3 separate regions of the Sus scrofa genome follow, and regions 1 and 2 are each linked to region 3. Evidence: chromatin contacts called from public HiChIP or PLAC-seq data. All regions are on one chromosome and are shown on one strand. Each heading gives the region's core, a stretch centred on a gene start, on an enhancer-like site or on the middle of the called end of the contact. The rest is flanking DNA. Distances are from core to core; before and after follow the strand shown. Region 1 overlaps SAMD4A (protein Smaug homolog 1). Region 2 has its middle 120 kb from the start of GCH1. Region 3 overlaps SAMD4A (protein Smaug homolog 1).

Region 1 (2,700 bases), core at 145-2,644, 160 kb after region 3:
TACTTTGAAGACCTGCTTTTCCCATAATACAAAGGTAACTGCAGCCTGGGCCCTGCTTGAATTATCACAAATCCCAAATTAATTGGTTCTTATTAATGTTATTTTATCAGCCTTTTCATGCATTTCAAGGTAATGAAATCAGTTCGTTAGATTTAGGAAAGCAGAGAAAGACACAGATGGGCTGAGCAAGAGAAAGAAAAATGAAAACTTACTTTTGCCATTTTGTTCTCTCTCCAGAAAGAATGATTATTTCATTAAGTCCAGTGATCTTAAGTGACTTAGGCATTCACTCTGGTTACCAGCAGTGACAACCCTCAACAAGTCTGGCTTTGTAATAACCAACTAAAGGCAGCACAGTGGGGTCCCACCATCATTAGAAAGATGGCCTAACCAAATTCTCCCTCCATCCAGGTCATTCCCAAAACACTCTGGGCTCTACCATCAGCTCCATGAGTCCTAACGTTAGGAGTCTACCTTTCTCCCATGGCTAAGTGTCCCATAGCAGAGTCCCCTGCCCATGTTATATTGCTTAGGAAAACTGTCTTGCCTTCCTGGAAGCACAGATCACTTTAGCATCACTCCTTGACTGCTCTGTTTTTGCATATGAAATAACTTTTAAAAATCCAACCAAAAAGGAAAATGAGCCAAAAAGCTATCTGCACTAAATAAGGAAAAATCTTAGCAGAATACTGAATCATCTACCAGGTGACCAAAATTCTGAGTCCAAAAATTAAACAAGTTTTCATAGTTAAAAAATAAAATAAAATAAAAAACACCACGTGATCCTTGTCTCCACCTGTCACCTTGTCCATACTCCAAAGGAGGACTCTCCCATTACGTGAAATTACTCCTATTCCTCTTGCCTCAAATTTCTTCTTTCAAACCAAACATTTTAAACCTTAGCAAAAGAAGGAGGGAAGAGAAGGGAAAAGTGAGAGGAAGGATAAGATAAACAGAGAGACCCAGACCCTGGGAGTCGATGAGCCTCTGACCAGAACTGGGAACCCCTTGGCTACAAAAGCCTGGAAAGAAGTGGAAAAACACAAGCCCAACAATCAGTTGCCACCAGTTCACTGTGGAATTCTCTTCCCCGCCCCCCACTTCCTTGGAAATGTAGGAATTCTGGGGAGGAAAGAAACATTTTCTGAGATAACTGTACTGATGATGCTCCGCCCCCTCCCCTCTCCACCGCCTCCCCCCACCCCCCGCCACGCAAAACTCTCTTTTTCCCGGGAAATAACTGTTTGGCAGCAGCCCCCTCCCCACCTTCTGGTTAAACTACGTCAGCCCTGTCTCCCAGAGTCTCCACACAGGCTTGGTGCATACCTCCCCTGTGTGACTTGCCCCTGTGCAAGGCAAGTCTGTTCCATCTTGTGGCCATTGGAGGTAAAGCATTTCGATTTAAAAAGCAGTGAATGACTAAAGCTGACTCTTCTTGGAAAGAATGTGCTGGTTCCTGAAACCCTGCTGGCTGCCGTGCTCCCTCCCTGCTGCAGGGGAAGAGTTCTTCGGCGCTGAGGTCATCAGACCAATGGGAGCAGAGTGTCCAAGCCTGATGCCAGGGGTCCCCGGCCACCTCCCTGCGCAGACCCAGGCGAAGCGTGTAACCAGGGTCTTCATGCAGGAAGGGCCTGAGACACCGGGAACGGTCACTGTCCTGGGCCCAAAACGCTTGCCAACATCATCATCTTCATCCTCATATCCCTCGTCTTAGCCTGGCAGTCTGAGCCCCCAATGTGGGGTCTGCTCCTCTATTCGGAGAGGCAATCATGACGGCAGAGACCGAGTCATTCATTCATTCAACCTGCATGTACTGCCAGCAGCCTATCCAAGCATGGGCCCCTCGGGATTGATGAGGACAGATGCCGTCTTTTTTCTTGGGGAGCTTATGCTCAAAGGCCACTTCCTGCAAGTCGGCTGCCCACCCAGACCTGAGAAACAGACTTTGGTCTGATGGAAGGGGCACTGGTGCTGGCGCTGCGCTTTCTTGCTGTGTGGCCTCAGGCTGGGCCCGTGAGGGCTCAGGGCATGTGACACAGCGGAAGAAGGAGATCCCACTGGTGAAACTGGGCTCATATTCCAGCACTGCACCCTAATGGCTGTGTGACCTCTGGAAATTATTAAGCTCTCTGTTTTACTTCAGCTGTAAAAGGGATAGAATGCCTGCTTCCTCGGGTTGTCAGGAGGATTGCAGAATCACCGTAGAGTCCCAGTGCTATTAGTGCTCAGATTAAGCTGTCATTTCAGTCATAGAGCCCTGACCCCCATAGTCCTCATAACTATCAAAATGTGAGCCCACCCCAAGGAGGCACCTAGGGGCTGGGAAGGGCTGAGGATGACTGATGGCCTTGGTTCTTCTCTGCTTGATTTCACAGTCGTGGCTTTGGACAGTCCAACTCACTCCCGACGGCCGGCTCTGTGGGCAGTGGCATGGGCAGACGGAACCCACGCCAGTACCAGATCCCTGCCCGGAATGTCCCTTCCGCCCGCCTTGGCCTCTTGGGCACCAGTGGCTTCGTCAGCTCCACGCAGCGCAACACCGCAGCCAACCCCACCATCATGAAACAAGGAAGACAGGTCTGCTCCTCCCCGGGGAAGAGGGTGGGCCAGCCAGGCTCAGGACATCTCAGCAGATAATGACCCCAAGGCGAGGGGAGTGGCCTGGGGGTGGGACCCTCCACCGAGGACAGTTGTCCCTGT
Region 2 (3,109 bases), core at 74-2,573, 180 kb after region 3:
ATTCAGCCCTGGAGGAAAGCTTACTCACATAGTAAAGCTTTTAGGACTCCCCTAACAGCCCCTCCCAACAAGAGATCAAATTGCCTTTATGCAAAGGGGGTGGGGAGTTCCCATTTTGGCACAGTTGTAAGGAATCTGACTAGTATCCCATGAGCATTCGGGTTCGATTCCTGGCCTCGCTCAGTGGGTTAAGGATCCGGCATCCCCGTGAACTGCGTGTTGGTCGCAGACGCGGCTCGGATCCCATGTTGCTGTATCTGTGGTGTAGGCTCAAAGCTGTAGCTCACATTCAACCCCTAGCCTGGGAACTTCCATAGGCTGCTGTGGGTGAGGCCCTAAAAAGCAAAAGAAAAAAAGGTGGCCAGGGGGTAAACAGCTCTATAGCACACTTCCTTGGAGGAGGCTGAGGTTTGAGCCAGGAACGCAGACAGAGCACTGATGGGTACAATCAACCCATAGTCTACAGGCCCGTGAGAAGGGCGGGAAGAGGGAATCGCAAACTTCTGTGAACCTACCTTGGTTTGGCCCCTTGAACAGACACTACATCTATATGTGGCCCTGACTCAAGACCAGCCCAAGACCTATTTGTCCCCATAGGCTAAAGGGAGGACCCCGAGGGTAGTGAAAATCTCATCTATAACCAGAACCTGATCTGACTCTGGAAAGGTGAACAGTCTGGGTGGGTCTGGCCATCCACACCTTGTCCAGGTCCCCCTTCCCGGTGGGCCATGCTAGCACGTGGAACACAGCACCCACCTCACAGAAACTGTTCCACAGGCTTTACAGGCACTCCCATCATCTAGTTTCTATCCACACATCGCAAAACTTGAAAACTACCACCCCTTCCCTGGGCACTTCAGCCTCTGGATCCTCCACTGTAGGGGTGGCCTAGCTCATTCAGTGCTTCTCAAACCACCTACGAATTTTAGTTGTAGGGGTAGCTGTTTACTTCCAACCCACACAGTCCAATTGTTTCTGTAAAATAAATACAAGAAAAAAATTACAATACCCCAATCTTGCACTGGATTCAAAAGAAAAAAATATTCTGTCAAATTGCTAAAAACGACTTCTATTCTGGGTCCCTAAGTTCTGGGGTCAGCCTGCAGATCAGCCTGAGAGGTTCCCCTCAGGATGTGACAGTAGAAATCCTGACGCCAACATCTGCCCTCACCCGGGGCCAACAATGCCTGCAATACAGCAGAGCAGTGACCATCAGGTCTTGGGGTGTCTGGAAGTTGGCTCAAGTATGGCCAGTGCTTTGTTCACTGAATATTTCTAAGAGCTGAACACGAAGTACTTGAAAAAGGGAAGGAAGAGGAAGGTCCAGAGGCACCGGGAGGTTAGGGCCTTTGGAAATGGGTCAAAGGGCACTGTTTCCATGGCAACCCTGAGACCGTGGTCCTCAAGTTCCCCACTCTCAGTTCTGGCCCAGATGGCTTGAGACTGGAGGCTGGCTCCTCTTTGTGGGGGTCTATCCATGTGTTTGGGACACAGGTACAAACAGGAAGTAGGAAACGGGGTGCCTGGCAGGTTGGAAACTTTGGCAAATGTCAGTACTACGTCTCAGTTATGACTGCAGGGCTCCACTGGAGCATGTGATCTTTCCGTGTCCTCCTGGGCATCGGCTCACCAGCCTTGCCCCAGGGGCTCTTGTGCATACACAGTGACTTCTCTGTGACATAAACCTGGCCATTCGGTGTCTGAGAATCTCCTCCATGGAATATTTTTCACTCTTCAGTGGCTTCTACTTCAATTTTTAAAACTGACAGAGAAACATTTTGGCAACCTTATAAAACTCAGACTTTATAAAAAGACAGCTTTGTATTTACATTTGACTCATAGCGCATGTTTTTAAATGGTGTGTTCCACAATTTTTTTCTGAGGTTTTATGTTTTTAAGCCCAATCCAGGAGAAGCAAAATTGGAGCTTTGGTGAGTGAAATGGTCCCACTAGAGCTACTGAACTCAAGACAGTGGAGAAATTCCAGTTAAACCTCCCTGTAGGGACCACAGCCAGGACAGGGTGTCCCTGTTTGCACCAACATCCTGGGAGCTTGTTCCAGTTTTCCATGCCATAAAATGCCAACAGACACAGGAGTGAAGTCAGATGAACCTACAAAACCCCATGATCCAATCTGTCCAATGGAACCTCTCCCTCCGCTTTGCTTTCTGTTAAGCTTATCCTATATCTGTTCTCCAGGGAAAAGCTAAACATGGATTTCCAGTACTTGGACCTGACTGAGTCACTTTTGGCATTGACCTATGACCCTGTTCCTCATCCAAGATGGAATATGTCCCAAGACAGCAAATGGTGGATGAGAGAAATAAAATGCATACATGACATCCTTTCCCTCCCTCCACTACCCAGCGCGCATGTCCGACTCGGAGCAGAGAGCGCACACCCTGCCTGCTTGCTCCGGTTCCCGTGCTCTGGGGTCTGGATGACTTCATTACCTAACCTACTCAACTTTGCTCTCCTAAAACACAAAAATGAAGCCCTCATTCACCTGCTGTAGTGTTCACATCCAACCCGTCCTCCAAGAAAGACTTCAGAGTGTGGCCCCGGGTTTGCTGTTTTCCTCATGCAACAGGGTTTCCTGGGTGCCAGGTAGGTGCTGGCCAGCTGCAGGTCTGGAGACAGAGACACCTTATGGGGGACAAGTGCCAAGTTCCTTCTGGACCCAGTAGCTGAACTCCAGTAACAGTGGGTCGTCTGTCCTATGCCAACAAGAGAAAAGTTGAGATGTCCCAACAGGTCCCCTGGGGGTCAGTCTCTTAGCCTGAATGACATGAGCCCAGGGCTCAGGGTGTCCACTGGAGGGCATGGGAGGGGGGTAAGTAAGAGCTGCTGGCACTCCTCCCATCAGTCCGGGCGTCGAAACACCTGCCAACCCGCCCAGCTTCCTCTGAAGGGAGGGAGCCACCCCGAGGAAAAAATAGGAGTTCTTGGAGAGAGCCTGAGGGCATCCCAGGTTTAGGGACAAGAGAGAGTGTGTGAGTCTGAGGAGCTGAAATCAGTAAACGTGAGAGGTCCCATTGTGGTTCATTGGGTTAAGAATCCAACATAGTGTCCATAAGGATGTGGGCTCGATCCCTAGCCTCACTCAGGA
Region 3 (3,112 bases), core at 437-2,936:
TCTTTCATTGGCACTGCTGATATTAAGTCGGAGCGTTTTGGGTGATTCGACTATGCATGTTGTAATTCTAACTTTCAGCTAGTTAGTGAATCCTTCGGTCTTTCCATCTTTCCACAACCTGGTTTTTGTTTTCAACTTTAAATATGACATATCCCTTCCAGATCTAGATTCCTTTCATTCAGTTCTGAATGTTTAATAAAAGTTTCAAAGGGAAACTTTTTGTAGCATTTTCTCTTCCAAACAAGCTAGGGGGTCATTTCTTCAAATGAGAATGAAACTGAAATGTGGCCGAATCAGCATCTTCGCTTGAAATGATGAGAATGTATTTCTACAAAAATATAAACTGAACTTGGCAATGTAAAGAAGGAACAAAGTCATCTATAGAAAAGCAAGTCCAAGCCCCAGGGCTTACAGAGTACCCATTATAATCATTCCAGAAAAGCGTTTTCTTTACCGGAGAACTTACCAGCTAGCTCAGCCTGGCACTGTAACAGGCTGACACTAGCTCTTACTATTCACTACCCTTGGTGTCTGAAAAGTATTTATTTATTTTTTTTTAAGCACATTTCTCTGACCTTTGATTCCGTGCCTCTACAGCTGGATATTGCCTACGGCGAAATATTTTCTGTGATGAAGTTAATTTCTGAAGCTCTCAATTTAAAAATTTTTGAGCCAAGTTGCATTAGCACTAGGTCTCTGTTGACAAAGTCTTACTACTGTAAAAGTCCAGTATGATTTTTTTTAATGTCCGTTCAACTCTCCTGTGAAATAGCTAATAGTCAATGACATATTAATTTGACTCCGACAGAGTCTCAAGATAGCTCAGCTCTAGTGCCTTTTTTAGGGATGAGTGTGGAAAAAATAAGCCATGAGATGTGCTTGTAGCCAAATGGAAAAAGAGGAAGTTTGGATTCTCTTTCTCTTTCTCCGAATAGCAGAAATGGCCAAATATTTAGGATTGAAATAAGAAGCTGATAGGGCGCATGATAGGCTTATGTTTTTTCTCAGGTGTCACCTAATAATAATGATTAAAAACCAGCATGATGAGCTGGCACCACATTTCCCTCCTGCCCCACAGGCCAATGTTAGAAATTGCTTCAGGAGTTCCCACCGTGGTGCAGTGGAAATGAATCTGACTACGAACCATGAGGTTTCGAATTTGATCCCTGTCCTCACTCAGTGGGTTAAGGGTCTGGCGTTGCCCTGAGTTGTGGTGTAGGTCACAGACGTGGCACAGATCTGATGTTGCTGTGGCTGTAGTATAGGCCAGCAGCTGTAGCTCTGATTCGACCCCTAGCCTGAGAACCTCCATATGCTGTGGTATGGCCCTAAAAAGCAAAAAAAAAAAAAAAAAAAAAAAAAAAATTGCTTCAAATAAAGTTCATTTGAAAAAGAAAGGAAAAAACCTAATATGATGATAACTAGAATTTATAGCACATTTCATTTGTACATTAAAAAATTGTATTAATTGTGATTACTCAAGGCTAAATATAATAATGACATAGAAATAGAACTTTAGCCAAAAGGAAGCTTTGAATCTTGGCTGGGCATGTGAGTCTTAAAGAAAGAAAGAAAAAAAAAAAACACTAAAAAATTCAAAGAAGAAGTAACGAAGAAGGATTAATGTTAATAATGTCATAGCTCACTTCCCTTTTTATTCATGAAGCCCCATTTATTAATAGTAACAGCATCAGCAACAATGAGCATATTTCTTCTCTGCCCTACAAGCGGCCTTGGAGATTTGACAGCGCTCTCCCTTCTGCTTGGTGAGTGAACAATGTTTGGAATACCGGTTGCCTTCCAGAGGGGCAGAGATTCCCTGGCTAGTCCCATGTGATCAACCTCTACATAGAAATCAGTATAGAGAAAGCATTTGAAGAAACTCTTCCTTAGGTTAGGCTTTTCCCCTCTGGTTTCGGCCCCTGGCTTCCTATCAGGTTAAAAATAGAACCTGGCATACTAGATTCTAGTCCCATCCCCAGTTTGATGGGCAATAAACCAGCAATAGCTGTTGTTATTGCTAATAATTAGTTCTGATAGGTCTCCTCAATCTGGATAGAAACCCCCCAGATGGGCGTTCCCTTGATCGACCCTGGATGTGCAGACCCCTTGCTGAGTTCAGCTGAGTAGGCAGTATTTGGTTCCCGGCACTCTTAGCACAGGGTTTCTGTTGGTTTCCATATTGCAGCCCTGAATAGCACAGAATTTGAATTATTACTTAAAAAGTTGGTTATTTATGTTTGGAAAGTACCAACTGAAAATTTACCTGGGAAAAAATTTATTCAGAGAAAAATCTTTCACTTAGGTTGTGTATGGTTGACCAGTTCTAATTTTTCCATTTCTTTTAGCTTATCCCTTCTTGCACATATTTTCATGATAGGATACCACCATTTTTGTATTCACTTGAATATGATGGACTGCTCTGCATGTTTCCCGGTCTTCCTTGAGTCATTTGAAGCTCTTTCCTGCTCCATAGAGTTTGGGCTGTTATTAATTTTACCTCCTATTTAAAGACCTTATCTCTGAATGTGAATGTCTTCATTTCCCTTAATGTCAATTCAGGCAACTCTAATTGCTGTTTCTTCAGTCTAGGGTCATCTTCATTAGATTAATTACTGTGGAAGCCTGTTCCCCAAATGTGCTAATAGCATGAAAATGACTTAGTTCCATGTTCTCTGTCGTACAATGCTAAGAAACAGACAAAAAGAAAAATTTGTACAGGAAGACTGAAAAATATCAGTTTTCTCAAATGGCCCATTTAAGGGAGCTACACCCACCCATCTACCTGCATGCTAGGACTTGAGTGTGAGGGGCTAAAACCAGCATGGAGGGTGGCGTGGGGGCTACCTTAGCTAGTCAGTAGTGAAAAGAGCCACAATCTTCTTAAAGAGGAAGAGCCAAGGAGAGCAAATAGACTCACTGATTCTAAGAACAAGAACAGGATGCATGCAGGGGCAAGATCCTGGGTCAGGAGCTGGGTGGAGATCAAGGAGAGGTAGGAGCTGATTGGGATGAAATGAGACAGGGAGCGGACATTGCAATAACCAGAAATGGGGGTCCCTGGTTTGCCTCTGTTGGTAATAGCTTATGGGTATGCATACTAGGCTGGTTG

The links. HiChIP or PLAC-seq counts read pairs in DNA pulled down with a chosen protein or histone mark.
Region 1: a contact with region 3 is called in an H3K27ac HiChIP or PLAC-seq map of skeletal muscle. The contact joins two enhancer-like sites. A contact is called at or near these places in 2 of 2 datasets of contacts at active chromatin or transcription factors (alveolar macrophages and skeletal muscle).
Region 2: a contact with region 3 is called in an H3K27ac HiChIP or PLAC-seq map of alveolar macrophages. The contact joins two enhancer-like sites. A contact is called at or near these places in 1 of 47 Hi-C or Micro-C datasets (embryonic fibroblasts) and 1 of 2 datasets of contacts at active chromatin or transcription factors (alveolar macrophages).

The regions. Positions count from the first base shown.
Region 1 is chr1:184,118,812-184,121,511 of Sscrofa11.1, forward strand. It overlaps SAMD4A (protein Smaug homolog 1), which reads left to right. Exons shown (of 13, transcript XM_021102232.1): 10 at 2,376-2,577. Among named protein-coding and RNA genes, the nearest start is that of GCH1, 140 kb to the right of the region's middle. Within about 2 kb of position 1,395, at least 31 of the 83 cell types and tissues checked have an H3K27ac peak or open chromatin away from gene starts, as enhancers often do. A contact at or near this core is called in skeletal muscle, where this site is marked.
Region 2 is chr1:184,141,483-184,144,591 of Sscrofa11.1, forward strand. No RefSeq gene overlaps it. Among named protein-coding and RNA genes, the nearest start is that of GCH1, 120 kb to the right of the region's middle. Within about 2 kb of position 1,324, at least 5 of the 83 cell types and tissues checked have an H3K27ac peak or open chromatin away from gene starts, as enhancers often do. A contact at or near this core is called in alveolar macrophages, where this site is marked.
Region 3 is chr1:183,961,050-183,964,161 of Sscrofa11.1, forward strand. All of the region lies in intron 2 of SAMD4A (protein Smaug homolog 1), which reads left to right. Among named protein-coding and RNA genes, the nearest start is that of SAMD4A, 47 kb to the left of the region's middle. Within about 2 kb of position 1,687, at least 6 of the 83 cell types and tissues checked have an H3K27ac peak or open chromatin away from gene starts, as enhancers often do. A contact at or near this core is called in alveolar macrophages and skeletal muscle, where this site is marked.